2 separate regions of the Mus musculus genome follow, and region 1 is linked to region 2. A link is a contact called in public HiChIP or PLAC-seq data. All regions are on one chromosome and are shown on one strand. Each heading gives the region's core, a stretch centred on a gene start, on an enhancer-like site or on the middle of the called end of the contact. The rest is flanking DNA. Distances are from core to core; before and after follow the strand shown.

Region 1 (5,614 bases), core at 1,079-3,578, 100 kb before region 2:
AACCAAAGCCCAATGATAGGGTTACTTCTTTAAAATGAGGAAGGAAAGCATGGGATACCCATAGAAGGCTGAAGATGGTTTACTTGCTCTTGTTAATACCTTAAAAAAAATTTAGGGCTAGAGAGATGGCTCAGTAGTTAAGGGCACATACTGTTCTTGCAGAGAACTAGAATTCAGTTCCCAACATTGATGTTAGCGACTCACAATCTCCTGTAACTCCAGCTCCAATCTGGATCTTCTTTTGGACTCCATGGGCAACTGTAATCACCTACAAATTACAATACCACCCTCACCCCCTACCACCACCACCATATACGTGTAATTAGAAATTTAAAGTTTCGCAGTGCTGAAGATGGAACCTAGGCCCTGGTACATGCTAGTAAGCCTTTATCACTGAGCTATGTCCCCAGCATCCTCCACACAGGAGCAAGAGGGAGCCAGGGGAACAACACCTTCTGAAATGGTCATACTTAACCTCCTGATTCTCAAATGCTTGCTAAATAATTTCTGCATGATGACCCTCTGCTGGATATTAAAATGTCACACAGTGTCTTAGGGTTATTATCACTGTGATAAAGCACCATGAACAAAGTAACTTGGGGCAGAAGGGGTTTCTCTGGCTTACACTTCCACAGCACTATTCATCATTGAGTAACGTCAGGACAGGAACTCAGTCAGGGCAGGAGCTGATATAGTAACCATGGAGGGGTGCTGTTTGTTGGCTTGCTTCTCATGGCTTGCTCAGTCTGCTTTCTTATAGAACTCAGGGCTTCCACCCCAGAGATGACACCACCCACAATAGGCTGGGCCCTCCCCCATCAGTCACTAATTATGAAAATGTTCCACAGGTTTTCCTATAGCCGGATTTTAAGGAGACATTTTCTTAATGGAGCTCCCTCCTTTCTGATGACTCTAGCTTGTGTCAAGTTGATATCAAACCAGCCAGTCAGTTTCACTATAGCACCTCACTTTTCATGGCCCCTGTCGAAGGTCTTTCATACTTCCCATTTAATCTTGTGTATTTGAAGTTGATATTATAATAATCCAGGTTTTATAACTGAAGAGACTGAGGCCCAGAAAAGGGAGGAATCTTGCCCTTGGCTCACAGTAGCTTGTGACTCGCAGTGTATAAGGGCATGAAAACACTACCCATGCTTCTGCTTCTGTGGGTCTGGGGACTTGTCTGGTGCTCTGGGGTGGAGATGGCTCCTTCAGCCTACTGCTGGGTCTGCTTCTCTGACTGTCCCCCCCCCTCCCCCCCCCCCCGTGATCAGTGGCATACTCAATGAAATGGTCAGAAGATGGGGGTAGCCTGTGGCCTTCTTACCTTGTCTGCAGCTTCCCTGAGTGGCCCAGAATCAGAAGTGGGCCACTGGGGACTCATGAGGTGTGTTTTCTCATGCTTTCCTGAAAATGGCCTATATCATATCCTCTGCAGAAAAAAAAATCCTTGGAATGTTCTGTGAAGTTACTGTCCTAGACCAGTGCCCACTGACAGCTCAGGGTATGGGGAGGTAGCCATGATCCCCAGAAGGGTGCATCACAGTGGAAGACACTCATTTCTCTGGTCCCCCTATAGGGCAAACATCTCACCTGAATCCTATAGTTTGTATTTTGAATGTTTTCTGAAGATCTGTGCGTTAAAATCTTGATCCCTGTGCTGGAGAGATGGCTCAGTGGTTAAGAGCACTGACTGCTCTTCCAAAGGTCCTGAGTTCAATTTCCAGCAACCACATGGTGGCTCACAACCATCTGTAATGGGATCTGATGCCCTCTTCTGGTGTGTCTGAAGAGAGTTACAATGTACACATATAAATAAAATAAACAAATCTTTTTTTTTTTTTTTTTTTTTTTTTAGTCCTGATTCCTAGGGTGGTTCCACAAGAAGATGAGAGATGAGGCTTAGTGGAAAGTCTTAGGTCTCTGGAGGGAATGTCTTCAAAGGGAATTATGGAACCTGGCATCTTGTTTTTTTCCTTTCTGGCCACGGAGCCAAATTGCTCTTTATGCTCCCATCACAGTTGACTGTGGATATTATAATAACCCCAATTTTAATATAATATTTATTTATTTGGGATCTCCAAAACTATGAGCCAAAATAAACCTTTCCTCTTTTGTAAGTTGATTGTCCTTGGGTATTTTGTTACAGTGTTAAGGTGACCTTACTGACTCCCTCAATTCCTGTTTCTTCTCAGCCAACCTTCTAAGCAGGATTTTAATTTTTGTAAGTCTTGACCTCTCAGTGACGGACTCTTGTAGATGAAATGTCTGTGCTGCTATGGCTAGAGTGGAGCCTGGGGCGGTTGAGTTTAAGAAGACTCACAGGTGACTCATTTCCTTTGAGGATGGAACCTATCACTTACCAGGAAACAGGAATGCAAATGCAGATGCTTTCCCTGTAGAAATCCAAGCTGTTAACTTGATACTTTGTTGCAAACTTGAAAAAAGACTATGTGTGTTAATGACTTAATTCACATGCTGGAATGTTCCAGTTACAAAGTGTTAAGACGTCTACAATAAAAAGGTAACACCTGTAGCAGGGATGTGGCTCAGCTCACTGAGAGCTTGCCTGGCATGAAGGTAGCCCTGGGTCCAATACCCAACACCTCCTAAGCCAGGCATGGTGGCACATTCCTGTAATCCCAGCACATAGCTGGTAGAGGCAGAAGGATTGTCTAAATTCTAGGTCAGCTTTGGGCTACTAAATAAATAAATGAATAAATCCATTTAGATTGACTGCTTCCCAGAAATTCTATATTGAAAAAGGAGCAAGCTGAGAGATTACACTGTTTTGTCTCTGTCATGCTGGGTGGGTAGGTCACACTTAATAGAGTTTAAGACAATGTGTTTTTCTGTCCTTGCAAATGCTTTTGTAAGAATATAAAGCTAAAAATAGAGGTATTCATTAGGTAGAAATACAGTAATTTAGAAGGTCTGTCGGGTACTGTGAGTTCTAGGAAGGGCAATTTTCTGCTGAGCGCTGCTGTTCTGACAACCCACTAGATCCCTCTGGTAACAGGGATACTTGGCACTTAGCACCATTGTGCATGTTAGCTCACATTGTCTCAGTGATTGACACTAGACACAGCTGTCCTTCAGTATCCATGAGGGATTGGTTCCCTATGCATATCAATCAGAATCCACAGATTCTGAAGTCACATATAAAATGGTTTCTTATTTGCCTACAACCTATTCAACTTTCTCATGTACTTTAAAAAAAATTTTTTTTTTTTGAATATGGACTAGAACTCATCCTTTGAGTGGGAGAGCGAGCGCAGGTGCCCACAGGGGTCAGAAGAGGGTGTCAGATCCCCTGTAGCTGGGGTTGCAGGCAGTTTCGAGCCCTCTTGTGAGTGCTAAGAACCTGACTCAGGTCCTCTGCCAGAACCGCAGCGCTCTTACCAGCTGTGTCTACCTCCAGCTCCCCCTGTCACATTGGACTGGTAAGATTGAATGTGTCTGAGATTGGAACGAATGATATGTTTCAATTCTTTTTTTTTTTAAGATTTATTTATTTATTATATGTAAGTACACTGTAGCTGTCTTCAGACACACCAGAAGAGGGAGTCAGTTCTCATTACGGATGTTTGTGAGCCACCATGTGGTTGCTGGGATTTCAACTCAGGACCTTTGGAAGAGCAGTCGGGTGCTCTTACCTGCTGAGCCATCTCACCAGCCCCGTACTTTAAATTTTTAAAGCACCTCTGGGTTACTTATGATAACAACAATGTGCTTGCTACCTAAATCATTATAATGATTTGTTTAGGGAAGAATGTTTAAAAAAAAAAAAAAAGGATGCTCATGCTTACCACAGACAACAAAAAAATATTTTTTTCAGTCTAGAGATGGTGATTGACTCCATAGCAAGGAGGGTGCCACGGACACAGGGGCTGACTGGCTGTTTATGTAACTCGCCAAAGAGAGGGAGCAGTTCTCTCTCATTCATAAGGTGTAAGCTGACTTTGGAAATGAGAGAATTAAATTCCAGTTAAATTTCCTTATCTAAGCCAGGCAGTGGTGGTACACACCTTTAATCACAGCACTTGGGAGGCAGAGGCAGGCAGATTTCAGGACAGCCAGGACTACACAGAGAAACCCTGTCTCGAAAAACAACAACAACAAAAAATTCCTTATCTATCATTGTATGACCCCAACAAACTGTTACATCTTTGTCTGCTCTACCAAAGAGGATGGATGTTCTTGCCTCAAACAGGTTTGCACAAAAGTGATGCTATTGCAGTGTGTGTGTGTTTGTGTGTGTGTATCCATTTGTCTGTCTACATGTACTGGCTAGTTTTGTGTCAACTTGACACAGCTGGAGTTATCACAGAGAAAGGAGCTTCAGTTGAGGAAATGCCTCCATGAGATACAACTGTAAGGCACTTTCTCAATTAGTGATCAAGGGGGAAAGGCCCCTTGTGGGTGATGCCATCTCTGGGCTGGTAGTCTTGGTTCTATAAGAGAGCAGGCTGAGCAAGCCAGGGGAAGCAAGCCAGTAAAGAACATCCCTCCATGGCCTCTGTATCGGCTCCTGTTTCTTGACCTGTTTGAGTTCCAGTCCTGACTTCCTTGGTAATGAACAGCAGTATAGAATTGTAAGCTGAATAAACCCTTTCCTCCCCAACTTGCTTCTTGGTCATGATGTTTGTGCAGGAATAGAAACCCTGACTAAGACACTACACTAGGTAGCTTGTTACTGTTATGCGCGCGGGGGGGGGGGGTGTTGTACATATTTATTTCAAGTATGTATATGTTTCTGCTTTCTTCTATTCCACATCTGCAAAGCTTGGATGTAGGAGAAAGTACAGTGAAGCTCCTCCATCTCTGAGTCAGCGCAGCCTCCCAGGGCCTGTGCCCCCCACTACCTAGCCAGAATCTCCATCTCAGTTCTCAGTTTCTGTGAGAAAGGACTTTTATGTCTCACTTTTTTGGGCTGGGGTGGGAGTAGATTATTAAATGTGACAGCTGATGGGTAGCAAGATGGCTCAGTGGCACTGATGACCCATGGACCCACCTGGTAGAAGCTATCCTTTAACCACAACTTCACTGTGGTGTGTATGTGCATGGGAAATAAATGTAATAAAATTTATAAATTACAGTGTGACATCTGAGGCCTGGCCCTCCTTAGAGGAAAGGTGGGTTAGACATGAGCCAACCTCCATCTTCCTCCCTGAGATTTAAAGAATAGTATCTTTGCCACAGACTGGGTTCACTCAGACACAAGAATCCTTTACAGGGAAGGTATAGTGGTCCATGCCTTTAATCCCAGCACTTGGGAGGCAGAGGCAGGCAAGTCTCTGTGAGTTCAAGGACAGCTTGGTCTACATAGTGAGTTCCAGAACAACCAGAACTATCAAAAATATCAACAAAAGAAAAAAAATCCCAAATACTTATACTGTTAGAGAATATGGATATGTTTTGGCTACCCACCACCCACCTTGAACAGTCAGCTGAGTGCACGCTGGGTTCACTTATGTCCTGCTTCCATTTCCACCCAAGACACTTTAAATTCCAGAAATCACAGTGTTTCATACTTAAATTCTTCAGCACAGGTTTCCAGATGACAGTGACTCCCATGTATGGCCTACCAGAGTCTTCAGGGAATAACATGGGG
Region 2 (4,923 bases), core at 753-3,252:
GGGGCAGAGGGGCAGAGGGGCAGAGGGGCAGAGGGTCTCTGAGAGTTTGAGGCCAGCCTGTTCTACAAAGATAGTTCCAAGATAGCCAGAACTACACAAACTCTGCCTCAAAACAACAACTAAACAACAACAGGGGGCAAAATTAATTAAGAAAAGATTCCCATGGAACACAAAAAGTTTAAATCCAGAGAATAATTTATTAACCAGTAGAGTAGGCTGTTAGTCATACAATACGCATGCTCTTCTCGAATCTCCTGCTCCAGTTATCCAACTTTTCCCTTCATGATTAACTTTTCCTAGTCTGTTACTCTACCTCTCATCTCCAGACTTACACTGGAACCTACTAGAAGAGAAACCTCGCTTCTAGTTACCAGCAGACCATGCCCTGTCAACGTTAACTTCTAGATATAGCATGAGGAATCCTTTTCTATCAATAGCTCCCTGTTCATTTAAAAATTTATAAACAATACAAAGAAGAAAGAGCTTAGAGCTGTAATTAAGAGCCAAGACTTCTTACTGTTGAATTTCTTCTAAGTACTTTTAAGCCAACAGAAATAATGCTGGAGAAATTTCATGTGTCAATGCATAGCCAAGAAATTTCAGGCTTTTCAGGGGAAGGCTATCCTTTACAAAACAAAAATTAAGTAACCAAAGGAGAGTGAACACACCCAAACGTAGCCTCCCTGCGGCGATCATTCTCTACCAGGTGCTTCTTCTAGGGGTATTATTGCACTTGGAACCTGAGGGGATCCAGCCTTTGAACCCTAGCCTGAATGTTTTCAGTTCTTCAAAGTTAGATGACATAATAAACAAGGCTGTCTTTCCCTCTCTAGCGGTCACGTCATCCACCTGTTGCATCACCTGGAAAGTGGCCTTCGGATTCTAGGATCACCTCTGTGATCGCTAAATAATTCAATGGCGCTATTTTCTACATAAATTTTCGCTTCTTTCATTTTTATGAGGATGCCTTGGAGGTGAGGGTGTATTGGCTCCGGTTCACCTCTGGGGAGACGCTAGCATCCGCATCGAAGCTGTGACTTTCTAGACTTGAAGGGCTTGAGAGTTGTCGGAAGCCTCGAGCATTTGGAGACAGACAAGGGCCAGCAGGAGCAGGGCAGAGGGGAGCTGAGCAGCTTAGAGGCCAGGTGGCAGTTGGGAGGGAGGTCGCCCTGCGACCGAAGCTTCGCGGATAGGACACGGCTCATCCGCCCAGGGGTCGGGCCCACAGCCAGGGGAGCTGAGGGCTGGGACGAGGCTCGAGCCCAAGCCCTCTTTCGGACTGACTGGGACACCTCCAGGAGGCGCGCGGGCCAGTCTCGGGATTAGAAGACAGCGCGACTGTCCCCTCCCCCCACCCCTGAGAACTAAGCTGGAGGCGGAGGCGCGAGGCAGGAAGCACCGGGCCGGGGTCCCGACCCCTGACAGGGCCGGCCAGCGCGGGCCGCCAGGGGACGCACTCACCATGTCGTAGACGTTGAGCACCACTAACTGGTTAGCCCCCATCCTTCTCCCCACGGCCGCCGCCTCGTCCTCCAGCCGCTCGGTCTCCGCGGGGCGGAGGCCGCTGCCACCCCCGCGGGCGCCTCAGGCAGGGCTCGAGCCGGGCACTAAGCGTCCAGCCCGGCCCACCGCAGCCGGGGCGGAAGCATCCGGCAGCCGGGACCGCTCCCGGGAGACGCTGTCAGAAACCTGTACGAGGACCCGGCCAGACAGGTGGAGAGGCAGCTCCAGCTCAGGCGCCTCCCCTCGGCCGCAGACACGTGGGGGAAGGCGGGGCCTGGGCGAGGGGCGGGCTTTAGGCACCCTGGAGGCGGGGCCGGCCAGGATCCAGGGATGAGCCCGCCTGCGCGTTGAGGCTCTCAGGCTCTGCAGCTGGAGACCTAAAATGGCGACAGGCCGGATGCCTCTTCACCCTGGTGGCTCGAGGTCGCAGAAAGACTACCGTTCCCAGAAAGCAGAGGGAGAACCCGCGATTCCTATTGGGCGTGTAAGCAGTCTGACTACATATCCCAGCATTCACCAGGATATTGTAGGCACTCACGTCTCCCTGGGAGACTACAGTTCCCAGAAAGTCCTGCGAAGAGTTTGTCAGGGGAACCTTCGCTGTTCGTCCTTGGCGAGCAGAGACTCCATTTGCCTTTTAGTTTTCAGTGCTGTTTCTGGTGTTTGTAGCGTGAGATGTGAATCCAACGCAATGTGAAGAAGTGATGACTAAGTTTTCCAAAGCCCTTCTGCTTTTTTTTTAATTTTTGAAAATATAGAAGTGAGGCAATAAAGGGAGGAAGGTTACCCTTGTAAAAGTAGGATGTAAGAAAGTCTCCTTTAACCCTCAAAACGGAATTCACATTTCGTGAATGACAGAAAGCTAGTCAAATATAAGAGAGCCAAGAATTCCAATTAGAGGAGACAAAAGTACATAGACATAAGACATGTTTTTTGTACTTAAGGAACAAAATAAAAGTTCTCTGTGGCTAGAATATAATGAGCAAAGAGGTGATCTGTGGACAGGCAGTTAACTGGTCAGAAGACATCCTGAGTTTTCAGTTAGCTGAGATTGAATATCTATTTTACATTTTAGATTTATCAATTGTGTGTGTGTTTGTGTGTCTCTGTGTGTGAAAGAGTGAAAGAGACTGAGAAAGACAGAAGACAGAGACAAAGACAGCAAGGGGTGCAGGTGACCAAAGAGGACAGAGGGCAGGGATGCTCTGCAACCGAAGTTATAGGCTGCTGTAAGTTGCTTGACCTGAGTGTTGGGAACCAAACTGAGATCCTCTGCAGAGCAACAAGTACTTTTAGTGGGCAAGCCATCTCTCCAAACTCTGAGGTTGGATTTTAAATGAAGAGTTGGTAGGGTTTGAGCCAAGGAACGACATGAATATGTACATAAGTCTCTTAAAAGATTGCTTGAGAGCTAGAGAGAAAGCTCAATGCTTAAGAGTACTGGCTGCTCTTCCAGAGGTCCTGAGTTCAATTTCCAGCAAACACATGGTGGCTTACAACCATCTATATTTGGGATCAGATGCCCTCCTCTGATATGTCTGAAGACAGATATGATGTACTCAGATAAATAAATAACTTTAAAAAATTAAAAATTGCTTGAGTTTCTGTGTGAAATTTTAATGAGGCAAGGGAAATAGAAACATGACCATTAACGTGGTAAATTGTAAAAGTGGCTTCTCAAATTATATATGACCTTTGATGCCTCTCTCTACTGTCTTTAGCAAGCTTTGGCTTGATTTGGTCAATGGGTTATTAACAGATATAATGCAAGAGATTTAAAAGGCACTTTGGATTTGTGGCTTGGTTTCTTCCTCATCTTGGGAGTCTAGTGACCAGCCTTATATTAAAAAGTGTGGACATTAAATTTGTTGGGGGAGTTAGGGGTAGTCTCAAAAATAGGTCCTGGATGTTTGACAAATTTGGGTAGATAGTATGTTATTCATAATATATCAAACATTTGAGGGAGAAGCAGGTTAGAAAGGGAAATGAAATTACTGTTAGGTCATGTTATATTTTCAGTGCCTTTTAGAGTCTCATGAGATGTTGAGTAGGCATTTGCATAAATGAAATGGAGTCACAACCATTAATCTGACTAAAATAAACATTTCAGTAGAACTTAAAGCCTAGAGACTTGTTGGGCAGTCTTTCTGTTGCTGTGATAACACCTGCTCTGACAGAAAGCAGCTTAGGGCAGAACAGGTTTAGGGGTCACAGTCTATCACAGAAGGAAGTCAGGACAGGGCAGGAACTTAAAGCAAGCACCTTGGAGGAGCAGTGCCTGCTGGCTCAATCACTGGTTTATGCTTGGCTAGCTTTTTTAAGAAACTCAAGACAACCTCTCCAGGGGATGTAACACCCAGGGTATACTGGGCCCTCTTATATCAATTAGTTAAGACAATACCCACAGGCTAATTTGATAAAGGTAATCCGTTAATTGGAACTTCTTTTGCAGATGACTATAGGCTATGTGAAATTAAGGGTTGAAGCACTAGGAAATATTGAAAAAATGCAGCTGGAAAGAAATATTAAAAGGGGGAGGAGGTGGGAGGTCAGGCTAAAGAAGGCAATATGGGGAGGACAACTAACATGAATAGCCTTTGGAAAAACCATATGGAAATGTACTATTGTAAAAGCATCATAACATTATTTAACATTACTCTAACATTACACTATTGCCAAGTCTATTGGTTACTATTTTTGTTTTGTTTTGTTTTGTTTTTTGAGACAGGGTTTCTCTGTATAGCCCTGGCTGTCCTGGAACTCACTTTGGAGACCAGGCTGGCCTTGAACTCAGAAATCTGCCTGCCTCTGCCTCCCAAGTGCTGGGATTAAAGGCGTATGCCACCACCACCTGGCTTGGTTACTTTTTTTAAAAGATTTATTTTTTATGTATGTGAGTACACTGTAGCTGTACAGATGGTTGTGATCTTTCATGTGGTTGTTGGGAATTGAGTTTTAGGACCTCTGCTCACTTGTGTCAGCCCTGCTAGCTCAGGCTCTGCTTCCTTCTACCCAAAGATTTATTTATTACTATACATAAGTACACTGCAGCTGACTTCAGATGCACCAGAAGAGAGCATCAGATATCATTACAGGTGTTTGTGAGCCACCTTGTGGTTGCAATGTGGTTACTGGGATTTGAACTCAGGACCTTTGGTCAGTGCTCATATCCGCTGAGCCATCTCGCCAGCCCTATTTTCCATAGCCTTACAGAAAGGCCTTATGGCCAAAAGCACCACTTATGTCATCAAATGTCAAAAATGGATCTGGGGCTGGTGAGATGGCTCAGTGGGTAAGAGCACCCGACTGCTCTTCCGAAGGTCCGGAGTTCAAATCCCAGCAACCTCATGGTGGCTCACAACCATCTGTAACAAGATCTGACTCCCTCTTCTGGAGTGTCTGAAGACAGCTACAGTGTAC

Evidence for each region. HiChIP or PLAC-seq counts read pairs in DNA pulled down with a chosen protein or histone mark.
Region 1: a CTCF HiChIP or PLAC-seq map of the NIH/3T3 cell line shows a contact between it and region 2, with 8 read pairs. The contact joins the enhancer-like site here to the promoter of Desi2 in region 2. A contact is called at or near these places in 3 of 39 promoter capture datasets (hippocampal neurons and liver), 1 of 15 datasets of contacts at CTCF or cohesin (the NIH/3T3 cell line), 1 of 484 Hi-C or Micro-C datasets (cerebral cortex), 11 of 115 datasets of contacts at active chromatin or transcription factors (CD8 T cells, the SCID.adh cell line, astrocytes and 6 more) and 3 of 9 other capture datasets (adipose tissue, liver and pancreatic islet).

The regions. Positions count from the first base shown.
Region 1 is chr1:178,288,620-178,294,233 of GRCm38.p6, reverse strand. All of the region lies in intron 1 of Gm46174 (a long non-coding RNA gene), which reads left to right. Among named protein-coding and RNA genes, the nearest start is that of Gm46174, 9.0 kb to the left of the region's middle. Within about 2 kb of position 2,328, at least 10 of the 459 cell types and tissues checked have an H3K27ac peak or open chromatin away from gene starts, as enhancers often do. A contact at or near this core is called in the NIH/3T3 cell line and trophoblast stem cells, where this site is marked.
Region 2 is chr1:178,184,496-178,189,418 of GRCm38.p6, reverse strand. Desi2 (desumoylating isopeptidase 2) reads right to left here and starts at 2,002. Exons shown (of 5, transcript NM_024282.3): 1 at 1,462-2,002. The coding sequence starts at 1,503.